Regions from separate parts of the Pan troglodytes genome. Here region 1 is linked to region 2. The links are chromatin contacts, called in public Hi-C maps. All regions are on one chromosome and are shown on one strand. The core of a region is the stretch at or near the end of the contact, and the rest is flanking DNA. Distances in the headings are between cores, read along the strand shown. Region 1 overlaps DAAM2 (dishevelled associated activator of morphogenesis 2). Region 2 overlaps KIF6 (kinesin family member 6).

The links. Hi-C and Micro-C count contacts between places; a contact is called where the count stands out from the background.
Region 1: a contact with region 2 is called in a Hi-C map of stem cell-derived neural progenitor cells, with 4 times the contacts expected there. The contact joins two enhancer-like sites. A contact is called at or near these places in 3 of 7 Hi-C or Micro-C datasets (induced pluripotent stem cells and stem cell-derived neural progenitor cells) and 1 of 1 other capture datasets (stem cell-derived neural stem cells).

Annotation. Positions count from the first base shown.
Region 1 is chr5:45,775,957-45,780,210 of NHGRI_mPanTro3-v2.0_pri, reverse strand. It overlaps DAAM2 (dishevelled associated activator of morphogenesis 2), which reads right to left. Exons shown (of 26, transcript XM_016955401.4): 16 at 4,058-4,084; 17 at 2,912-3,018; 18 at 1,742-1,826. LOC104006832 (a long non-coding RNA gene) reads left to right here. Exons shown (of 2, transcript XR_008548482.2): 2 at 1,450-1,631. Among named protein-coding and RNA genes, the nearest start is that of MOCS1, 47 kb to the left of the region's middle. Within about 2 kb of position 2,615, at least 10 of the 24 cell types and tissues checked have an H3K27ac peak or open chromatin away from gene starts, as enhancers often do. A contact at or near this core is called in stem cell-derived neural progenitor cells and stem cell-derived neural stem cells, where this site is marked.
Region 2 is chr5:45,268,677-45,273,057 of NHGRI_mPanTro3-v2.0_pri, reverse strand. The region is part of intron 15 of KIF6 (kinesin family member 6); the gene reads left to right. Among named protein-coding and RNA genes, the nearest start is that of KCNK16, 53 kb to the right of the region's middle. Within about 2 kb of position 2,582, at least 9 of the 24 cell types and tissues checked have an H3K27ac peak or open chromatin away from gene starts, as enhancers often do. A contact at or near this core is called in stem cell-derived neural progenitor cells and stem cell-derived neural stem cells, where this site is marked.

The sequences.
Region 1 (4,254 bases), core at 1,366-3,865, 510 kb before region 2:
GACTTCTCCCCAGCATAATGTCTAAGGTTCATCCATGTCATGGTAGTTTATTTATTGCTGAGTAGGATTCTACTGTATGAATATACCACAGTCTACTTATTCACTTTCCTATTGATGGACAGTTGGGTTGTTCACAGTTCGGGGAATTTATAAATAAAGTTGCTATAAATAGAGTTGGCCCCTGAGTAACACAGGGTTGAACTGTGCAGGACCACTTGTATGTGGATTTTCTTCTGCCTCTGCCATCCCTGAGACAGCAAGACCAACCATTCCTCTTCCTCCTCCTCAGCGTGAAGACAATGAGGATGAAGACCTTTATGATGATCCACCTCCACTCAATGAACAGTATCTTTTAATGATTTTTTTTCTTTTTTTTTTTGATGGAGTCTCACTCTGTTGCCCAGGCTGGAGTGCAATGGCACCATCTCACCTCACTGCAACCTCCGCCTCCTGGGTTCAAGTGATTCTCCTGCCTCAGCCTCCCAAGTAGCTGGGACTACAGGCATGCACCATCACGCCTGGCTAATGTTTGTATTTTTAGTAAAGATGGGGTCTCACCATACTGGCCAGGCTGGGCTTGAACTCCTGACCTCAAGTAATTTGTCCACCTCAGCCTCCCAAAGTGCTGGGATTACAGGCATGAGCCACCGTGCCCGGACTTCCTTCTGATAAGTTTCTTAATAACGTTTTCTTTTCTTTAGCTTACTGTGTTATAAAAATACAGCATATAATACATGTAACATAAAAATATGTGTTAATTGGTTGTTTATCTTATCAGTAAGGCTTCTGGTCAACAGTAGGCAATTAGCGGCTAAGTTGTTGGGAAGTCAAAAGTTACATGTGGATTTTTGACTGCATGGAGGGTCAATGCCTCCAGCCCCCACATTATTAAGGGTCAACTTTATTCTTGTGTATTTATTTTAGTCAGTATTTGTACTCATTTCCCTGGAGTTATACCTAAGAGTGGGATTACTAGGCAATAGGGCAGGTATATGTTTAGCTGTAGAGTGTACTTCCAAGTAGTTTTCCAAAATAATTGTGCCAAATGAGAATTCCAATTGCTTCACATCCTCGTCAGCACATGGCATTGTCAGTCTTTTTAATTTTAGCTACTCTAGTGGGTGTGTGGTGCCCCCTTATTGTGGTTGACTGTATTTCTCTGATAACTAATCATATTGAACACCTTTTCATATTCTTATTGTCTATTTGGAAATCCTCTTTCATGAAGCACCCCTTCAAGTCTTTTGCTCATTTTTAAGTTGATTTCATCATTTTCTCATTGATTTATAGAGTTCTTTGTTCTGAATATGATCTTTGTTATAGGTATGTATAGCAAATATCTTCTTCTAAGGTTTGTCTTCTTTTCACTCAGTAACCATGCCCTTGATGAACAGAAGTTCTTAACTGTAATGAAGTCCAATTGATGATGTTTCTTTGTGTGTTTTCTAGGTTTCCCAAAGGATCCAAAAAACTGAGAGGGAAGAGATTTGGGGAAGATGTCACTTTTCCTCATCTGACTTTGCCTTGGAGTCAGATGGGAGAATGACTCCTGGAGAACACTTAGCCTTTTCCAGCTTTCCCCAAGAAAGGCTGGCCCAGGGAGGCTTCTATAAACCTTCTCCCTAACTCTTCCAGCCTGATTTCTCCTTGACCCAAGAATCGCAGCCTCCTGGGGGCTGTTGGGAAGGGGCGTGGCTGCCCGCTGGGTTCAGTTCCCCTTCCTTCCCACGAGGGTCCTCACCTGCTCCAGCATGTCCTTAGCAAGGTCCTCCTGCTCATCCATCTTCAAGATGGCCTGCCGGATCTCCTCGTTAGAAAGCTTCAACCTAAGGCAAAACCCCACCTCAATCCAGGACAGCCCTCAAACCTTCTTCTCCAAAAGGTACCACCTCCGCCTTCCCTCATTCCCTAACAGGACTTGGGAATATATTTAATAGTATTCCCCCCTCACCTCCTCTACAAAGCCTTCTTAGACTAGACTAGTATGATTCAGTCCACAAACTTGATAATGAGCATTTTAGTGTCAAAATAGAGACGTGAGGGTCTCTGTTCTCTTGATAATCCATCAGAGCTGATAGGGGCATTTGGGAGTAAAAGAGATGTCTTCAATGTAGACCAAAGGGACAGGGCAAAGGGTTCCTGATCCTTCTCCTCCTCCTCATGCTTAAAAAATGCACAGCATCTCCACGGGAGGACAGGATTATCGGCAAGCCACTAAGAGGGCAATTTCCTGCTGCCTTCATTCTCAGAACACAGAATCGCTCTCAGTCTTCTGACAGCGCCTCAGCTCCCACACAGCTGTCCCAATCAGTCTTGCTGTCTGGGAGAGGGAGAAGCCACACACCCCCATAGCCCTTCCCTATCCCCTCCACATGCACCCCCATTAGGAACCCTGGGGATTCAGAACTCTTTCCACCATCAAGTGGGGGAAACTGAGGCCTGGGGGCTTGTGAGAAGAAAGGGAGGAGGATGTCTCAGAGGCGGCTGGGGCAGCACTAAGAATAGTATGGGAGGTGGTGCCCTCTGACCCTGCTCAGGCAGGAGGCCCCCCGTACAGAAGCTGTGCTGTTAGCGCAGATACTGCCCTGTTTGTTCTGCAGCCGCGGGAAATGCTTAGGGGCTGAGATCATGCTGCTCCATGGCCTGAGCCAAGCGAGGCCCTCCGTGGGCTTAGAGCAACTCAGCTGCCAGACGCTGACCAGGCTGGGCAAGGGCCTCGTGACTGGGCAGTTTCCTGCCTGCAGAGCCCCAAACTGCTGCTCAAGGCAGGTTCCCGAGAGACAGTTCCAGATCAATGCCTGCCCCTCCCAGGGGACAGCAGAGAGGGAGAGGCCCGAGACTGCCACCACTCCGTTCCTCCACCCCCTTTGTCCCCCAGGCATCCAACTCAACCACCTTCTTTTGCACATACTTGGAAAGAAGGATGATGCAGTTTTGGGCCCTCCGGCCATCAATGACCGACAGCTCTTTGACCTTGCGGGAAGCCAGGTAGATGTCCTCAGTGGAGCCCAGCTCTTTCTGCAACCAACAAGTCAAGTGGACAGTTGAGGTGTGGGTTCCCTAATCCTCCTCTTACCCGCCCCGCAAGAGCCACCTCCTACCAATCCAGGAATGCTCCTGGTGTGAGGGGAAGGGGGAAGAAAAAGACAGGAGAGAGAGGAGGGTGGCTAATAGCTAACTTTAAGAGAAGGTATCTGGGACTTTTCCATAGGCTCCAATGGGTTGGGGAAGGACACCGAGGAGCCCCCCTTCCTATTTTTTTTATTTTTTTAGAGATTTTTTTTTAGAAATTATCCACTCTGGGCAATGAGGGAAGGGGCTGTGCCAGTGGGTCAGGGTATGACTGATCTCTGTGGCTTTGGGCAATGTGACATAACCTACCATGACTCCAACAGAATCAACTCCCATTCCCACTGCCCAACCCAGAGGCCCTCCTCTGGCTTATGCTGAGAACCTGGTTGCAAACCCCCCTAGGGAACAGTTGCTGACTCCTAGGGACTTCAGGCACAGCCCAAGATGCCCAGGGTAGAGAGCATCCACAAGTTCAGAGGTATGGAAACTGAAGCAGAACTCTCTCCTCTGAGTCCCAGCAGGCGGATTCTGGAGAAATCATTGATCCCGCCCCACTCCTTCTCTTGGGCCCCTGGCGAGGTAGACAGGAGACTGTCTAGTGTGCTGTTCTTCCTCTGGGAGGTCCCTCTTGCACAACTTCAGGGGCCGCCTTGCATGGTTATCTTTGTGAATTGTGTCGTGCCTACCCTGTGTGTCCTTACAGGAAAGGCTCTCCTTTGGCCTGGTGGGTAAGACAGTAGACCTAGAAGCCTTCTCCTCATTCCAGGAGACATTGACCTCCACCGCTGCCAGGGGTCTATTTGATTACCTCCCTCTGCTACATTTCTTCTTTCTCTTTGGGGGCCCTCTCCCATACCACCCTGTATGAATGGGGAATAAGGTAGAAAGTGGAATGGACAAGTCCTCTCTGTCAGGCCCAGTACAGAGCAGCAGCCCGGGACAGCAGTTAAAAGTTGGAGTGGTCAGAGCCCCGAGAGTAACTCACCTGCTGAGAAGGATTAGTTATCAGCTCCTAGGCAGCAGCCACAGCCAACAGAGAATTAAACATGCACAACATTAGCCAAGACATTTGGGGACCCAGAAATAGCATGACAGACACAGGGATCCCTCAGCATCTACACTGTCCACTTCGTCCCAGTGAGACCCATGGTTGTAGACAGGCACCCATAAGTGGCACTAGAC
Region 2 (4,381 bases), core at 1,333-3,832:
AACATCATCAGGGCTTATAGGAGGGCTGACTCCCACACACTATTTCAGGAAACAATAGAACAATGTTATTTTTAAATTAGGCATCATTTGGAAATGATACTAACTTAACTAGATTCAGCTAGCTGAGCTGAGAGTGCTTTGCTGAATTCAGTTGTGTGTGTTTTTACCACTTTACTGTACTATCGACCCCAAATGATTTAGTATTGTTGATAATACAGATGAGACTAATCAGCAAATGTTTCTTGAGTACTTTACCATGTGCCAGGCATGTTACTAAGTTCTCTACATGTGTTTCTTTCTTTAATGCTCACAACCCAATGACGTAGATGTTACTATTATCCTCACTTTACATTTAAGGCCCAAAGGGGTTAAGGAAACCTGCCTAACTTTGCTCCGCTGTGGATGCAAGGCCAGTAGCCTGGGTCCACAGCAGTGTTCCAGCCATCACGCTGCACTGCCCTTAGCACTTTGCCAGGCATCATGGAATCCACAGAGGGCTGTATCCAGTGCCTGCCCTCAAAGAGTTTCCAATCTAACCAGGATGAGTTGACATGTGCATAAAAAGACAACTCCTTTTTTTAAGTATCAGATTCAGCTACCTACATTCTTCCATTCACTGTCCTCTTCCCACTGTAGCCACAAAACCAATTCAACATTGACCTCCTCTGTGAAGCCTTCCCTGACCCCTTCTCCCAAAATCTGCTTTTGCCTCTGCCTCATGGGTCTCTGTTAAAGCACCAACCCTATTTTGTAATTATTTATTTCCATATATATTCTCCATGCTAAAATGTAAGCTCCAGGAAAGGTGGGTGCAGTCGAATTCATCTTCGAATCCCTAGCAGCCAGCACAAGCAATAAATAGGCCAAGTCAATGGCCAGATGAATGCTTCCCCAGGTGACTTCCAGACTCACACATTTTGCAAAAGCACAATGAGACATTTGAGCATAAAATAAAATAAGTCCATTTAAAAGAAGTAGAAGGCATAAGTGCTTTTGGACTCCACAGCTGAGCAAATTACAACACACAGGCAATAAATTTGGCTCTCTCTTGTCTAGCTGCTAAGCAAAAAAAAGAGGCACCCAGAGTTACATAGTTTTCATTTTCTGACAGCAGGAAGCATACTAACTAATTTATCTGCAGAAAATAGAATTTCTTCCTGGAACTAAATACAAGCCAGAATTTATCGTGTGGATCCTTGTATAAAGGACACTGAGTGACACAGTGAACGATGTCTTCAACTGCAGTTTTACAAAAGATACCGAAATGTTATTCAACCAGATGATTCTTGTATCGACCCTCTATAAAAGCTAGAGGCCTGACATTAAAGCATAGCTCACTGAAAGCGTTTATGTGAGCGGCCAAGATAATAGGATCCGGGTACTCAGCTTTCTGATGGCCACACAGAGCAGGACTAAAACTGGAAGAATCCAGCCCCAGGAACGTGGGCTGTGGCCTCTCTCTCAAATATCTCTTCTAAGCAATATTTGATCAGGGCTGGATCTTGTTCAGTTCACAATCAAAACCCTTAACAGGTGCCTGTGGTTAAAATTTAAAAGATACATCACACTACCAAGCAGCATGTGAAATGTGTCAGGTGAGAGGGACAGGCCATGAGAACTTCCCGTTCTTACCAGCAGGAGTGGCCCTGGGGGGTTGTCACCAAGACCACAGGCCTGGGCTGAGTCTTGAGGAATGGGCAGGATTCTGAACCACAGAGAAGAGTGGGAAATAGTTTGGGTTAGTTGGGGTGTGTGTATGCGTGTGTCTGTTGTGTATGTACGTGTGTGCTGTGTATATGCGGCATGTGGTGTGTGTGTATGTGGTATGGATATGTGTTGTATGTATGTGTATATGTGGTATGTGTGCAGTGTGGGTATGTTGTATGTATTGTATGTATATGTGGCATGTGGTATGTGTGTATGTGGTATGTTGGATATGTTGTATGTGTTGTATGTGTGTTTTGTGCTTGTGTGTGTGGTGTGTATGTGTGTGGTTTGTGGGTTTGTGTGTGTGTGTGGTGTGTTGGTGGTATGGATATGTTGTACATGTTATATGTGTGTGTGGTTTGTGTGTTTGTGTGCGGGATGGGGGTTTCTCTGCATTTACGCTTCTCTGCGTTTACCCCTTGACCCAACTTCTGTGAAAACAGAGCTTACTGGAACATCCCATTTCCTCGACAGCGAGCATGTTTCATATACTGTTATAGAAGATAGTTATACTGATAGTATTAATTAAAAAAAGAAAATATCTTAAACTTAAGATCAACAAGTTCCAAAGGATGGCTGAGATTCCCCCACGAATACTACCTCTTGGGCACTACCCCTCTTTCCACCTCCCTCCTCCCTCTTCTCACTGCCCCAGGAACAAAGATCTCCTTGAACAAAAGCAGCCCCCAAGAACAAGCCATTTGACTGTGATGCCACGTGGAGCCCTGGGATTGCCACTGGCTGGTGTTTCACTACCTGACCCGGGAAATCAGGCAGAGGCAGCTCTGAGTCCCCTGCAAGGGCCTTACGGGTTGGAGAGAGGCTCTGAAGCTGCTGGCTCCCTGTTTCACTGCGTTGTTCTAGTTTAGTCCTCTGAGAGGGCTCTTTTCCCCCAACCAGCATTCCTGCAGTGACCTCTTGTGGCATCCCTGTTGTTCTTCAAAGACAGGCCTCGGCTGTTGATGCCACTTTCTCCCATTTGATGTAAAATTGGTAAAGACTGAGTTTTGAAATGCTTTTTGCAGTTCTGCACCTAGGGACAACAAATTTAAGAGAAAGCAAAAGGCCAGACTGTCAACCATTTATTCCCCAGATTTCACTGAGCACCTAGCATGATCCAGTGTGTGAAACTGGGAATCCAAGGATATGGAGAGGAACCACTGATTGAGACTGAACTGAAACCGGGGTTGGGGGGGGATGGGGGGGATGGGGGGGATGGGGGATGGCAGGGCAGGCACAGTGGCTCATACCTGTAATCTCAGTACTTTGGGAGGCCAAGGTAGGAGAATCACTTGAGGCCAGCAGTTGGAGACCAGCCTGGGCAGCATAGCGAGACCTCATTTCTAGAAAAGATTAAAAAATTAGCCAGATACAGCAGCACATACCTGTAGTCCTAGCTACTTGGGAGGCTAAGGCGGGAAGATTCCTTGAAGTCAAGACTGCTGTGAGCCACTGCACTACAGCCTGGGAGACAGCAAATTTAAAAAAAAAAAAAAAAAGAAAAAGAGAAAACAATGGAAGGGGATCTTCCAGCATCCTCTAGCCCAGTGGTCTGCAAAATGTGCTCTGTGCAACCTAGATGGTCTCCACAGCCCCTTCAGGACCACGAGGCAAGGGTGAGGACAGCCACTGTGCAAACAGCGCAGCTTTGGGATTCTCGCCCACTCAAATTCAACCAAAACAACTTCAGATCTTTTTTTTTTCCATTAAGCTTGTATTTGAAGAAAGAGTTCTGCAGCTTTTAATATATCTTCTTTCTTCCGATATCATGGCTCTGTTTAAAACATTTCCAAAGTCAGATAGTCCAAACTTCCCCTCCCCAGAGCTATCTCAGCTCCCTCTGGGCTCACACAGAACTCTGCATATCCCTCTGTGATGCAGCTAGTCACACTAGACAGTGATGATTAGTCTGTGTCTCCCCCACTGGACAGATTGTCTTTCTTTCCCCAACACCAAGCACAGTGACTGTCACGCAGTAGGTCCTCCATAAGTGTTTATTGAATGAATGAGTGAAACTTAGGCATCACATTTTTGCCTTAAAGATGTGCCAGCAGCTGAGGGGCTCTGCGCTCAGGTTTCTACATCCGTAAAATGACGTGGTTGGACCAGATGATAGCCCAGTGCCGGGCACAGTTCCTGAGGCTTAGCTGGCCTTCACTGACTGCTTGTTGAATGAACAGATGAATCTCTAGCACTCCACAGCCCTCAAGTGTCACAGTATTACCTCTGTGAAGGCAGGCTTCCTTCAGACATGCAGAAAACACTCGCAACCTTGGTGCGGAGACATGGGAGAGCTTGGATGGATTACAGATGTTTTCACCCTCTCAGAAATAAAATTGTTGACTCCTTGAAATAAGGCAGGATATAAAGGATGCAGCTGCCCTCTAAGGCTGAGATGACATCTCAGTTGGTTCCAAAAGAATTCAGGTAACTCTATAAAACCATCAACAGTGTGTCTCACCACTTAATTCTAATCCACAGTTGATTGTGAATATAGGGCCATCCTCAGTGACATGAGGTCTAAATTCGGCTAAGGCCGAATTTCCATGCTCAAGGGAGAGGCTGGGAGTGAGGAGGAGCCTGCACACCATTTCCCTGCCAGTTCCCAACTGCCAAGGGTTCAGACCCATTGAGTGGTTTAAGGCTCCCGCACCAACCATTCTGGAGGGCAGAG